Linked DNA regions of Mus musculus: regions 2 and 3 are each linked to region 1. Evidence: chromatin contacts called from public promoter capture Hi-C data. All regions are on one chromosome and are shown on one strand. Each heading gives the region's core, a stretch centred on a gene start, on an enhancer-like site or on the middle of the called end of the contact. The rest is flanking DNA. Distances are from core to core; before and after follow the strand shown.

Region 1 (4,942 bases), core at 765-3,264:
ATACAGAATACACAAGATACAGTCCAAAGAATTCAGAAGGCTCAACAAGCTGAAGTGCCCAAGTGAGAGTGCCTCAGTCCCACTTGGGAGAGAGAAGAAAGCAATCACAAGTTGGGAGGGAGGAGGTAGGGACTTGGGAGGTAATGTAGACGGGGATGGCAGGGCAGTGGGGGAGTAGAGGGGAACCTGATCTAATATTGGGTGAGAGAAAAGGACAGAAGCCCTGAGGGACAGCAGAAAGAATGGAAACAGTCAACCTCAGGAAGTAGGAGGTTGGGAGGACCCCTAAGAATGCACCAGAGACCTGGGACAATAAGAGACTCCCAGGACTCATAGGGAGGGACCTTTGATGAGGTGATCAGAAGTGGGGAGAGGGAAGTTGTGGAGCCAACCTCCAGTACACATTTGTGGGGTTGCCATCCCACAGTCACAACTCTGACCCATAATTGTTTCTGTCCGAAAGAATTACAGGGTTGGAAATGGAGAGGAGTCTGAGGAGAAGTTTCAGCAACAGGCCCAAAGTAGGATCCAGCTCAAGGGGAGGTCCCAGGGCCTGACACTGTTACTGATGCTATGCTCACAAAAAGAGATCTATCATGACTGCCCTCAGAGGGACCCAACAAGCAGCTGAAAGAGTTAACCTTTCATTTTGTTTTCTGAGACAGGTCCTCACACTGTCCTCCAGATAGGCTTTGAAATTATAGCAATCCCCCACCTTCAGCTTCAAGGGGATCTAACTTTGCATGTGAACTTTACAGATCTTATGCCATGGTTCGATAGCTACTTGCTTATATAAGTAACGTCCCTAAGCAGGAGACCTGGTCCAATCCCTTTTATAGGCCTAGCTTGGATGGTAGTCAGGAACTTTGACAAAAGGAGAGTCAGGGGTGGTAAAGAAATAGTCATAGTCAGAGAAATCTAGTTGGCTCACAAGAGTGGAGGCTTTGTGGGGAGGAAGTTCAGGGTACATAAAGAGATGCTATCTTGGAGAGGTGTCTGCATGAATTTCTAAGTTGAATACAGCCGGTGTTAGCGTCACATGCTTTTTATTATTTTTCTTAGGTTTCTTGGGACTTAGGATCTTTCTGACTTGTGTTACTCTACTTACACATTAGCACTTGTATGACTGAATACTAAGTCTCTCGCAGAGACAAAGTGTGGAGCAGAGACTGAAGGAAAGGCCATCCAGAGACTGCCCCACCTGGGGATTCATACCATATACAGACACCAAACCCAACATTATTGTGGGTGCCAACAAGTGTTTGCTGACAGGAGCCTAATATAGCTGTCTCCTGAGAGGCTCTATCAAAGTCTGGCAAGTATAGAATCAGATCCTTGCAGCCAACCATTGGACTGAGCATGGGGTCCCCAATGGAGAAGTTAGAGAAAGGACTGAGGAGCTGAAGGGGTTTTCAACCCATAGGAAGAACAACAGTATGAACCAACATGACCCCCCCCCCCTCCCTTAGAGCTCCCAAGGACTAAACCACCAAACAAAGAGTACGTATGGAGCAGGCCCATGGCTCCAGTCACATAGGTAGCAGAGGATGGCCTTGTTGGACAACAATGAGAGAAGAGGACCTTGGTCCTGGGAAGGCTCAATGTCTCAGTGTAGGGGAATGCCAGGGCAGGGAGGCAGGAGTGGGTAAATAGGTGAGTGGGCACATTCATAGAAGCAGGGTCAGGGAGGATGAGATACAGGGGTTCCGGAGGGAAAACTGGGAAAGAGGATAACATTTGAAATGTAAAGAAATAAAATATCCAATAAAATAAAAATAAAAGAACATACACCAAAAAGTTAGGCCAAATATTTCAGATAAGCTGTGCTCTTACCTTCAAGCTCTAGTTGTCTGTAATTGGAAAGCTGGACTGCCCAGTGTTCAGTGAGTACAAAAGTACATATAGAGGAAGGAGGGACGTATTTCTGGCAAGCACAGAGGCTCAAATTCTACTGTGCCAAAAGTACCCAACCTTTAGCAATCGATCTCGAAGGCTCTGCAGTCAGTGGGATCAGCTAGAGCCTTAATCAACAGAGTCGAGGCTACAAGAAACAAACCTTGGCATCAGCCCAATGAGGAAGTAACTTTCACAGTGTAGTGATCGCTCGTCTCTGAGCCTCCACTATTTCCAGTGCTTGCAGACTCAAGGCTGTTTAGACAAATTCAAAGAGGAAAGCATACTGCTCCTCCCATTCTAAGACCACCTGACTCCCCACTATGTGCAAGCTTCTAGCTTTGGAGTAGAGTTCCCGTGTTCTTGCTGATTGGTATTCTTTCTCTCTAGTCTGATAGAGTTTAAAATAGGAAAAAAAAAAAAAGAAAAAAAAAAAACCTAGAGTGTAGCCACGCTTATGATTCAAAAAGAAAAATCCCCAAAAGCTGTCACGTTCAGTCTTTTGCTCAAAACAGCCTGTGCCTGGATGAGTGCATTCCCTATTAAGTTACTCAAAGCAGCTGCATGAGGCTGATCTACATGGCCCCTATTCACCTTTCAGGACTCGTGATGCCAAGCTGTGCCAAACTAAAAAATTATTAACCAGCAGGTTTCACTAAGTAAACTAATTCTTAACATCGCCTTGCCTATGGTGGAAAGAAGCTTAAAACATGAGTAAATTTAAAAGATATTTCAGAACATGAGTCCCTTTTCTTAGTCTTACTAGCTTGCTAAAAATTTTTTTTTCTTCTACCATAAGAGTTTGTCTTAGTTACTTGGGACCTCTTCTGTTGGCAAGTAAATAGAATTGGATTCCGTAATGGGGAAACAAGAAAGCTGATTGCAGGGTCTCAGGCATCCAGTGAGACCTTCTTAGAGATTTCCTTTCTACATCTATAAAATGTGAGGCATGCTAACTGCCTCCAATCAGTACGCTTAGATAAAACAGAAAAAACAAGAAACAAACAAACAAACAAACAAACCACCTAGCACCGACTAAGTAGCTACAAATGTTGACTTTTCCCCTTTCTTCCCAGGGTATATTCATTGACACACACACATGCAGAAGGAACAGAACAGAAGTTTAGACCTAGAGCTTAAAAATGTGTTTACTAATGCTCACCTCATCTCATGGTACAAACTATATTCCTTGGTGTTCTTGGCTACCTCAGATCAAACTGAGCTTATGTTAATCTCTTCTGGAAACTTCTAAACCTGTATCCTAGTATCTGTGTGGAGATATCCTACATGGCATGCAACTATTTTCATACTCAAAGTGTCACTCTAGACTCTTTACCCCGTATAACAGTAACATTTATGAACTGAACAAGTATTTGTTGAGGGCGAGTGTAAAGGAGATAAACCCACAGTTTCTACCACCCTGGCATACATATTTAGTGAGCATTGATTGCAACTGATTCCTTCATGGTCACAGTGATGAACTAAAGTGCCACTCAATCTTCCAACAGTTCTGTTTGCTTCCTCTACCACACAACAAACTGTGAGCCACCAATCAGATACCAGTAAATGAGAAAACAGAAATGGTGAACAGGTTGCCACAGTTAGAACAGACAGCTAGAAACCAGGGAAGAAAGAGGGTGAAGGTCCTCAAATATTCAGCCATTTCTGACGGCCTATGGGTCAAGTAAGGGGGTCTTTAGAAAAGAAAATCTGTAAATATATATAACCATAAAGGCATCAAACACAATTTTATTAAACAAATACTGTTTATTAGGTCTAAATCCACAGATTAACCACCACGATGACGTTGGATGACTTTAGTACCCAATTCTCAAAAAATTTAGAGGTTGCCCAGACAAAAACTACACAGAGAAACATTTGAATTGGATGAAATCATAACACAAAATGACAAAAGTATCTTACAGCACGTTTACCTGAACATTAAAATTATACTTTCTCCTCAGGAGAACAAAGACTCTCTCCAATATTGACCATATATTAGAACAAAAAGGAACTTTTAACAAACACAGGAAAATCTAAATAACTTCCTGCATTCTAGCTGAATAAAATGAAATATTACAGCTGTGAATGCCTAAATGAAAAAACAATTGAGTGGACAAAAATCAATCAATAACTTAATCATACATCCAAAAGCCTTGAAAATCAAGAAAAAAACCAAACCCCAAATCAGTAGATGAAAAGACAAAATCAAAATGAGGTCAAAACTTTCCATGCCCCGGTACAGGGGAATGCCAGGGTCAAGAAGTGGGAATGGGTGGGTAGGGAAAAAGGGCGGGGGCGGGGGGGGGATAGTGAACTTTTGGGATAGCATTTGAAATGTAAATAAAGAAAATATCTAATAAAAAAGAAGAAAAAAGTTAATGAAATGGAAGTAAACAAAAATTTACAAAGAATCCATTAAATAAAAATTTAAATCTTTAAAAATATAAACACTTTGGCAAACCCTACATTAATCTACCAAAGGAAAAGGAATTCAGTTTACACAATGGAGTACTATTAAAAACAATGAATTTATGAAATTCTTAGGCAAATGGATGGATCTGGAGGATATTATCCTGAGTGAGGTAACCCAATCACAAAATAACTCACTTGATATGCACTCACTGATAAATGGATATTAGCCCAGAAACTTAGAATACCCAAGATACAATTTGCAAATCACAAGAAAATCAAAAAGAAGGAAGACTAACACATGGATACTTCATTTCTCCTTAGAATAGGGAACTAAATACCCATAGAAGGAGTTACAGAGACAAAGTTTGGAGCTGAGATGAAAGGATGGACTATCCAGAGACTGCCCCACCGGGGGATCCATCCCATAAACAGCCACCAATCCCAGACACTATTACATATGCCAGCAAGATTTTGCTGACATGACCCTAATATAGCTGTCTCTTGTGAGGCTATGCCAGTGCCTGGCAAATACAGAAGTGGATGCTCATTGTCATCTATTGGATGGAACACAGGGCCCCCAATGGAGGAGCTAGAGAAAGTACCCAAGGAGCTGAAGGGGTCTGCAACCCTATAG
Region 2 (4,942 bases), core at 1,105-3,604, 380 kb before region 1:
TAGAATACAGAACTTCGTTGCATGCTAAGCAGCCAGTCTTCCACTGATTTGTGAATTGACACCTTCCTTTTATTTCTTGGTTTGGTTGGTTTTGGTTTCGGTTTCTGAGCAGAGTCTCACCTTGTAGCCCGAGTTAGCATGGGATTCATAACAATCCCTCTGTCTTGCCCACCCAAGTGCTTGGATCCCCACCACACCCAGCTCTGATTCTTTCTTCCCTTAAGCCTTTTGCCTATCCTGTTTGTAAAGCATTTCTATGAGATTTGTGATAAAGAATGCATTTCTATAAAGGAAGAAAAAATTTTAATCTCCCTTTTGACACCTGTGAAATATTCATTTCATTGCCTGTCTCCACCACTGGATTAAGCTTAAACTACAGAGCAAAGGACATACACTTTCCATCTCATGTTGACCTGGACTCCCACAATGATGACTACAAGAGTTTGCTGAAGACAGACAATGCCAAGTGAACAATGAACATAAAAGACATGCCTCTCCCCACTCACCATATGAAAGTGAGAAATCTTGGTAGTGTCAGGGTGTGAGAGGGTTGAGGAGATGGAGAATGGGGAGAAAATAAAAGTCAAAGGTAGAGAGAGAAGGAAATGAGGAAAAAATCACAGGTGTGTAAACGGCAGCAAGCTAGCACCTAGAGAAGGAAGGCAGGGACTCAGAAGACTTCTAAGGAACTTCTGCAAAGAGTCCAGTATCAAAAGGGTTAGAATCTGTACTGGTGGTGGGCAGTGGTGCCATACACCTTTAATCCCAGTTATCTGAGGCAGAGGCAGATGAATCTCTGAGTTGTCCAGAAGACCCAGGGCTACTCAGAGAAACCCTGTCTCAAACAACAACAAAATAACAATATAATTGCATTCTTAATAATAATAACTACAGTCTTTAAAAATAATATTTACTGGCTAGTTTTATGTCAATTTGACACAAGCTGGGGTCATTTAAGAGGAGAAAATTGAGAAAATACTACCATAAGATCAAGCTGTAGGCAAGCCTGTAGGGCATTTTCCTAATTAGTGATTTATGGGGGAGGTCCCAGATTATGGGTGATGCCATTCCTGTGCCAATAGTCCTGGGTTCTATAAGAAAGCAGGCTGAGCAAGCCACAAAGAGCAAGCCAATAAGCAGTACCTGCGCATGGCCTACCTCAGCTCCTGCATCTAGGTGTCTGTCCTGCTTGAGAGTTCCTGTCCTGATTTTGATGAGGAACTGTGATATGAAATCATTAGCTGAATAAATCCTTTCTTCTCCAACTTGCCTTTGGTCATAGTGTTTCAGCATAGCAATAGCAACCCTAACTACGACAGAATCCCAATGAAAACTTTGCTATTTGTCTCTAAAAACACAAACCAGCCTCACTACTACAACATCTCAGGAAAGACATGGCTATCCACGAGTTCCAGGGGAAACCCTAGGAGAAACAAACAAACACACACAATAACATGAACTTACACTTGGCCAGCAAGGCACCCGATCAAAGAACTTCCCTGAGTATATGGGCCTGATGTTCCCTGGAGGCTCCACTCCGGGTTCGGTGCTGCCGGGCTCCTTTTTCTCTTCCGGTTGTTGGGCAAATGGACATTCAGAAGGTTCTCTTACTAAACCTATTAGAGGCTCTGTATTCTTGGCTTCATCTGATTCCTGAGTTTGTGGCAACCCGATGTCTACCTCCTTAGGGGGCATCTCTGGGTAGGGGTTCATCACGACACAGGTGGGTTCTTTTTCCGGTTCTTTTCTCAGTTCCAAACCTACAACAGGTTGCTTTTCCACTACAGCATCCGTCCAAGCAGAACCCCAGGCTAAAGGCCTCCTTCTGCTCTCTGCCGCCAGCGGACTTGCATGTACTGTGCTGAAAGGAGGGTGTAGTGTCCCTCCGTAGCGAAGGCGAGGCGGAAGGCCCTTGTTTTCTGGCCCCACTCTTCCTGGTAACACACCCAGAGGTTTTGATCCCTGGAAGGCAGAGCCTTTGTGAAGTCCTAAATTACCCATCTCTGTGGGTGTCCCAGAAATAGTATGTCTTTCTAATCCTACTCCAAGAGCATGGCAAGGTGGCGATTTTGCTTCTGATGATCCCATCCTCTCTCTCCATTTTCGATCTTGTTCTAGTCTCAAGTCAAACCCCAGCTCCGTGGGAGATTTTGACCCCCTAAGTACCCTGTCTCTTATATCGTCCTTTTGCTCTGGGGTGAGTCCAAGTTCCGAGATTTCAGGTGCTCTCGTCCTTCTCAGGGAACTCATCTCTAACGGAGAAGCTGAAGTTTGCAAAGGTTTGGGGGACCCCACTCTCACAAACGAACACATACTCCCAGTACTCCGTGCAGACTACTTCCTGCCTAGGACACTGGATGGAGTCTGTTTATTCCGTTACCTGGGAAACAGACTTGGGGCGGGGCTTGGCGAGCAATTCTTCTCTGTAACCCGCCCCGCCCATCTTTCTTTCTTGGTCGTGCTGTTGGCTTCTCCTTTTCTTTCCCAGAATCCCAGTTTCTGTTTCGTGCTCCTTCACTATCTCTGTTTCTCCTCTCTGTCTCCGCTCCCCCGCCCCCCCCCCGTGCCTCTCTCTCTCTCTCTCTCTCTCTCTCTCTCTCTCTCAATATTATTTTCATTTATGTGTATGCGAGTGTGTGTGTGTGCAAAAGTTACAAAAGCCAGATAGTCGCGGGCCCTGGAGAAAGCTTTCAAAGGCTGAGCCATCTCCCTAGCATCAGTCTGTGTTCACCCCGAATCCCCAACTTCTCCCTCGCACATTCAGGTGGATACTAAACCTGATGTTTGCCAAGTTCTCTTCCGTTTCCCAAGTTATACACTCCTATTTTGAGCTTTAGTAAACCATGGTGCAGTTGCAGAACTCAGGAGGTTGAAGCAGGAGGATAGCCATGAGTTCAATGTCAGCCTAAGGCAAAAGAAACTCGGAAAGAGAAAGGGAAGGAGATATAGATACACATGGCTATCAGCTTCTTTACTGGTGATCTGACTGAAAATCATCTTGCAGTGATTGTTCCTCCTAGGTCTTTCCTTTCCCACAAGTCTCTCCAGTGCTTGGAGTTATCTTAATGCTAAAGGATCTGGAATGCACAGAGCCTATAATCTCAGTGCTCAGAGTCAGAGAGGCAAGAGGATCACTGTGAGTTCCAGGCTAGCCTGGTCTACAAAGGTGCTCTAGACTAGCAACGGCTACTTAGTTAGACCCTCTATCGGAATCACCACCCTCACCCACCCACCCACCGCTCAAAAAACAATCACACATAAGCACCCATGCTCCCTCCCCTACCGTTGAAATTGGGCATCAATCCAGAACCTCAGGGGTGCCAGGTGATCTCTCTTCTACTGAGGTAAATCTCTACTGAGGTAAATCTCTACTGAGGTAAATCTCTACTGAGGTAAATCTCTACTGAGGTAAATCTCCAGCTCTAAAGAATGACTTGAAGGGTCAGGGAGATCGCTCAGTGGATAAAAGCTCCACAAACCTGACACCCTCAGTTCAGACACCAAGGCTCATATACTGACTCCCTTGTCAGAGTTCTCTGATCTCCACATGAGCCCAGTGGCAACCCTAGCCCTAACCCCAAGTAAATTGAAATGTAATTAAAAAAGGGGAGCTCAAGGAGGGGGAACCGGGAAGGGGGCAACTTATGGAATGTGCCTTAACCAGGGTTTCTATTCCTGCACAAACATCATGACCAAGAATTAAGCTGGGGAGGAAAGGATTTATTCAGCTTACACTTTCCACATTGCTGTTGACCACCAAAAGAAGTCAGGTCTGGAACTCAAGCAGGTCAGGAAGCAGGAGCTGATGCAGAGGCCATGGAGTGATGTTCTTTACTGGCTTGCTTCCCCTGGCTTGCTCAGCCTGCTCTCTTATAGAACCCAAGACTACCAGCCCAGAGATGGTACCACCCACAAGGGGCCCTTCCCCCTTGATCACTAATTGAGAAAATGCCCCACAGCTGGATCTCATGGAGGCATTTCCTCAACTGAAGCTCCTTTCTCTGTGATAACTCCAGCTGTGTCAAGTTGACACAAAACTAGCCAGTACAGAATGTAAATAAATAAAATAATTTAATAATGATGTTTAAAAATGAAAAAAGAAAAGAGGCCCCAAACAACAAACACATAGGTAATCAAGAGAATCGTAAGGACAATCTTTAAAAACCTGTACTCCACCAAAATGGAAAAATCTAAATCAAATGGATAACTTTCCTTTAAAAAAAAAAAAAAAAAAAACTCCTTTATTGACTCTTTGTGAGTTTCACACCGTTCACCCCAACCCCACTCATCTCCCCGTTCTCTTAGATCTCCCCTGTGCCCTTGCAACCTCCTTTACAAAAGAAAGAAAAAAAATTTAAATAGACAAAACAAAACAAAGCATAGAAAATATCCCATCGTGATAACTGTAGTGGGTCACAGTCTGTTCCATAGTCTACCCTTTAGTCCACACATCTTTATTTGCAAATGTTTATTGCAATGAGTCATTGGTCTGGTTGGAGACCTCTGGCTTCTGCTATACCATCAACACTGGATCCTTACCAGGACTCCTTTCGGCGGATATCCAGGTGTTGCCCTGTGCCATGGAGATCCTGCAGCTTTGGATCTGCAGGGTTGGCCCTTTCACCGGCTCCGGGGTGGGCCAACCCAAAGCCCTGGATCTGTGCACGGGTGGTTGTCAGCCCTCCAAGTCTCCTGCACCCACATGACCAGGGTAAGTTCTCCACCTCACCCAGTGCTGTAGATGACAAGGAGCAGGGCCCCCTCGTCCACACTCAGGCACTCAAGGCCAGGTTATCAGTGCCTCTGCCACCAGAGGGAGACTGCCACCACCTTGCTGACTGCAACAAATGGGAGAATAGGCCCCACACCTTGACTTAGTATTTTTATGGACTCCTGAGTGTGTAACAAGTTGGTCTCTGATTCTCTTGGGGTTCTTTTTCTT
Region 3 (4,942 bases), core at 1,089-3,588, 280 kb before region 1:
CAGGAAGATATATGTGAGTTCCTGGCCAGCCTGGTCTACAGAGTGAATTCCAGGACAGCCAGGGCTACACAGTGAAACCCTGTCTCGAAAGGCAATAAATATCATCTGGCCAGGTAACCAGTTTTTAGGGAAACTGATATGCCCACAAACACATTAAGGAGATGGGAACATTTTTCAGTCTCTTAAATGAGATAATGTTCTTACATTTACCCATAAGCCCCTCTCGCTGTGCAGCCACTTACAGATCTGGACTGCTAAGCTTGTCTGCCTTTTTTTTCCAAGACAGGGTTTCTCTGTATACCCCTGGCTGTCCTGCAACTCACTTTGTAGACCAGGCTGGCCTCGAACTCTTGTCTGCCTCTTTTTTTTTTTTTTTTTTTTTTTTTTTGGTTTTTCGAGATTGTCTGCCTTTTTGACCTCTTAACTCAAAAGGTGTATCTTTGTTTTCACACCAGTTCTATCCCTTCTTTGGTTTCTGGCCAAGAGCATAAGCATACCACCCCTGGCCCTCGGGGCATTCTCCACTTTTCTCTGAAGGTTATATACATCTCCAAACCACCCTTTTGTACAGCTACTTACACCCCACCTAGGCTCCAAGTGCAGAACAGGCTTACTTTCTGCACTCTAAAAATGAGCCAGTTTTTCTCTTCCTTCTGTTTACCTTTGGGCAGCTGCCAGAATTTACAGTTCACTATAATACAATGGGCCTCAATCTTCCTTCTGAATCCACTTAAAAATTCTTAGATAAAGGACACTAAGAACATATAAGAGAACCTGGATTTCCCCAGTAAGTAATGTTTTAATGACATTATTGTAGAAACTTGAAGAACAAACAACCAGAGGACAGTGATGTAAAACCTGAGCTTTTTCGGGAGGCAGAGGCAGGAGGATTTCTGAGTTCGAGGCCAGCCTGGTCTACAAAGTGAGTTGCAGGACAGCCAGGGCTACACAGAGAAACCCTGTCTTGAGCCCTCCCACCCCCAACAAAACAAAACAAAAAACCCCTGAGCTTTTTTTTTTTTTTTTTTTTTTTTTTTTCCCCAGACAGGATTTCTCTGTGTAGCCCTGGCTGTCCTGCAACTCACTTTGTAGACCAGGCTGACCTCGAACTCAGAAATCCACTTGCCTCTGCCTCCCAAATGCCAGGATTAAAGACATGCTGAGTTCTTTTTTTTTTTTTTTCCTTGTTTCTTTATATACAAGGTTTCACTGTGTAGCCCTAGCTGACCTGGAACTCCTAACAGTAGACCAGAATTCCTCAAACTCACAGAGCCTGGCCAGTCTCTGCTTCTGCAGTTCTGGGGTCAAAGGTGAAGACCACCGCTCCTGGCCTGTTTTTTAATTAATTTAATTAATTTTTGAGGCAAGAGTCTTACTCTATTGAGCTTCCACACTAGGCTAAGGTCAAGCCTAGGTAAGGACTTCAGTTAGATGTAGCCTAGTAAGGCTGCAGTTTCACAGCAGGTGTCACTCCTTTGAGAAGAGACTTCTTTCTCTCTTGGCATTGCATTACTCTGCGTTAAAAGGACACAGAATCTGGCGAAACACATCTTGAGACATAAAATGCAACTTTAAGCATGACTGGTAAGAGTATTTGCAAGGGAAAGCCCATCCCATATGGCTGGAGTTCAGCAGGAGCTACCAAGCTTGCTAGACAACCAATCACAAATTCATTACGACCATTGTCCCACATTGTGACTATGCTTGCTCCGCAGAATTAGGGCACTTGCCAACGGTGCTGACCGGCAATGCAGGGCTATTCAAATCGCTTTAGGAAGGTTGACCCATGTGAAAAAATGAAACAATCTCTTCCTACCATCAGAGCCAGGGACAATAGTTTTGATTTTGAAGTTTAAGTCAAAATCGGAATCACTTTCCTGGACGCTGTCTTTCTGGTTAACTTGAAAACAATAGACACACTAGCAGCTGAAAGTAGCCAACCTCGAGTGAACCCCGTAGGCGGACTAATTTCAAACTTTTTCCATGCGTTTAGTTTTCATTTCGCCGACATGTAATGTTCTCAAACGAACAAGTATTATGTGATACACACACACACACACACACACACACACACACACACACCACACACACACACCATTGAGTCATCTCCCTCCCTCTCTGGTCATATTCGGTTCAGAAACTACCAGGAGAAGACGATGGGGAAGAATTGTTTAAAAAAAAAAAGTTTAACTCAAAGTCAAAAAAAAAAAAAAAAAAAAAAGGAACCCTTCACGCCATGATTTTGGTGAATTAGCAACAAAGAGGAGGATTGGCCGCTGACGGGTACTTCTGGAAAACATTTTTTTTTCCTCTGGCTCCCGCTAGGGTGGAGGAAGTTGGGTCTCGGCGCGGGAGGGTGTCAGGCCCAGGGACGCCAGCAGCGCAGGGCGGCAGGTGCCTGGGCTGCAGCGGCCCGGTCTCGCGGGTCGCCGGTCACCTACGGGCCCTGGCGCTCCCGGCGGGCGGCTACGCTCGCAGCAGCATGCCGGAGGCCCAGGGGAGCAGAGCGCGGCCAAGGCGCTCGGGCCCGCTAGCGTCCTAGCCGCCTGGGGAGGCGCGGGGGCCTGCGATCGCTGGCGGCCGAGTGCGGCGGGGGCGGGGAGGGCGCAGGGCGGCGGCCGGGGGGGGGGGAGGGTCTCGGCTCCGCCACCAGCGCCCGCGGGGACCCTGGCAGCTGCGGGTGACAGTCGGGGCGGCATGGCCGAGGCTGGCGGGGCCGGGTCCCCAGCACTGCCTCCCGCGCCCCCGCACGGTTCCCCCCGGACCCTGGCCACCGCTGCCGGGAGCTCTGCTTCCTGCGGGCCAGCGACCGCGGTGGCCGCGGCGGGCACGGCCGAGGGACCGGGAGGAGGCGGCTCGGCCCGGATCGCCGTGAAGAAGGCGCAGTTGCGCTCTGCTCCGCGGGCGAAGAAGCTGGAGAAACTCGGCGTGTACTCCGCCTGCAAGGTACCCGCTGGGATGAGCACAATCGCGGGGTCACGGGCGGGCTCGGACCCCCCCTCCCCTCCCCCACCCACTCCCAGCTTCCCGCCGGCACCGCGGAAGTGCTGCGTTCTGTGCGCGCGCTCTGCCGCTGCGGCTTGCACAGCATCTCACTGGGACAGGGGTAGGGGGTCTTCTAGATCTGCCGGTGTCCCTCTTCTGGGAAGGATGAGTCTTGGCTTCGGAGCGCTCGGCACTGGGGCTTTTTCTGCTCTGTAGGAGCTCGCGGGAGTCCTTTCACAGGGAGTGTAACTGTGCTTGGTGTGGCAGATCTGTCGGGGTTGGGAAGCAGCTTTTTTGGGGTTGGGGGCATCTTAGCGTGTGTCTCCCCGCGCTCGCCCTCCCCACTGAGCCCCGCTAGGAGGAGCTGGGTTGTGGAGCACCCAGAAGTGTCCTGGAATCCTGGCGCTCTACGGGAGCGAAGGGGCGGAGCGCGGGGTGGGAGGTGGGCACTGCCCCAAGCCCCTGTCCTTTGGCGCCTGGCGGCCTCGGCCGTGCGGCGACAACCCTGTCATTATTGTTATTATTTATTTAGCGAAAGCGGGATCCTGGCCGCTTAGGGTGTAAACAGGGTCTGGCAGGGTGACAGCCCAGGCGGCGAGCGCGTCTGCTCAGTTTGAAGACAGCTTTCTTGCCATTCTCCCTCTTTGGGGACTTTAGGCACCCAGGGCATCCAGCTGTAGAGCACTTGTAGGGGGCTCAGCATCTCCAGGCTGCAGGGGAGAGCGACTCTGCACTGTAGACTGCGGCTTTGTTTTGACTGGGTGACAGCAGAAGTGGGCGGGGACTTGGCCTTGTCAGCCCGGGCGGCCTGTGGTTGGGACCAGGCACTCACTCACTCACACCTCCCGTGTTGCTTGCTGCTCCAGCTTACTACTGTAAAAGGAGTCGCATCCGCAGCATCCAGGTTCTCATTCCTACTCCCCACTGTACAGCCAGGATGGATAAACCTGGTAGATGACTTCCCTTCCGGGACATTCTGGTTGTCGTGTTTTCTGGAGCTTTAAGGACCTTGGGGTCTCAAGCATGCCCTGCCCATTCCTTGTGGTCACCTCCTGTTTATCGATGCAGTCACAGCACCTGCTGTGCCTTCCTGAGAGGGCTCCAGTGCGGTGCCTTATGCACACAAATATGCTTTGGAATCGCTAAAAGCAAAAATCAGGAGGTCTGGGGTGGGGTCTGAGGAGTTACATTTCCAACAAAGCCCCCCAGGAGATGTGAGTGGCAACTGAGAATACTTTCCACGAAGCAAGTATATTACTACTTTTGAATTCTGCAGAGGAGCTGGGAAATACTAACGTCACGTGGTATAGACTAAGGCGTGCAAAAAAAAAAAATTGGAAGTATGTTTCTAAGAAATGGGAAAGGCGAGGGGCTCTACTCCAAAAGCTATTGACTTCCTTAGTTTTACAGTCCTACCAGTCCGACCTACCATCCACCTTAGACAGGACCTCTGGTGTAGCATGCCGGGGAGAGAGTGGCCAACAGAACCCAGAGCAAGTTCAAGGACTTAATAAATAGGCTTGGCCTTTGCAGCTGCTCTAGTCTCATTCAGAAAGCCAGCTATGTAGTCCTGACTTAGTTTTCAGTATTAGCCTGAGTCCCCATCACCAATACCCATCTCCATACTGCCTCCTGTCTGAAAACTTTCCAGTGGTTGTACACATGCATTCTTTTTAACTTTCTCTAGGTCTTCCTATGAAGTCCAGGATGGTCTTGAACTCCTATCTGCCTAGGATTACAGTTCTACCACCATGCTCCTCCCCTGGCCTTCCCAAATACTTTGAATTATTCATTATTATTCAATTATTTGAAACTTCAAGTGTATAACTTGAGAATTTTTTTTTTTTTGGTCATATTTTCTGACAATCTCCTAGGAAAGAAAAACCTGTTATTCTTTCTTCCTGCTTTTGAGAGACTCTGAAATGAAGTTTAGTGTGTGTGGTGTTTGTCTGCGAGT

The links. Promoter capture Hi-C pulls out the DNA fragments that hold promoters and counts their contacts.
Region 2: a contact with region 1 is called in a promoter capture Hi-C map of liver. The contact joins the promoter of Efhb here to the promoter of Sult1c2 in region 1. A contact is called at or near these places in 5 of 39 promoter capture datasets (the C10 cell line, the HPC-7 cell line, hippocampal neurons and 1 more), 1 of 15 datasets of contacts at CTCF or cohesin (pro-B cells) and 2 of 115 datasets of contacts at active chromatin or transcription factors (embryonic stem cells and stem cell-derived neural progenitor cells).
Region 3: a promoter capture Hi-C map of liver shows a contact between it and region 1. The contact joins the promoter of Kat2b here to the promoter of Sult1c2 in region 1. A contact is called at or near these places in 3 of 39 promoter capture datasets (hippocampal neurons and liver) and 2 of 115 datasets of contacts at active chromatin or transcription factors (embryonic stem cells and stem cell-derived neural progenitor cells).

What each region holds. Positions count from the first base shown.
Region 1 is chr17:53,843,944-53,848,885 of GRCm38.p6, forward strand. Sult1c2 (sulfotransferase family, cytosolic, 1C, member 2) reads right to left here and starts at 2,015. Exons shown (of 8, transcript NM_026935.4): 1 at 1,834-2,015.
Region 2 is chr17:53,460,967-53,465,908 of GRCm38.p6, forward strand. Efhb (EF hand domain family, member B) reads right to left here and starts at 2,355. Exons shown (of 13, transcript NM_172497.3): 1 at 1,465-2,355. The coding sequence starts at 2,313.
Region 3 is chr17:53,564,633-53,569,574 of GRCm38.p6, forward strand. It overlaps Kat2b (K(lysine) acetyltransferase 2B), which reads left to right and starts at 2,339. Exons shown (of 18, transcript NM_020005.4): 1 at 2,339-2,946. The coding sequence starts at 2,698.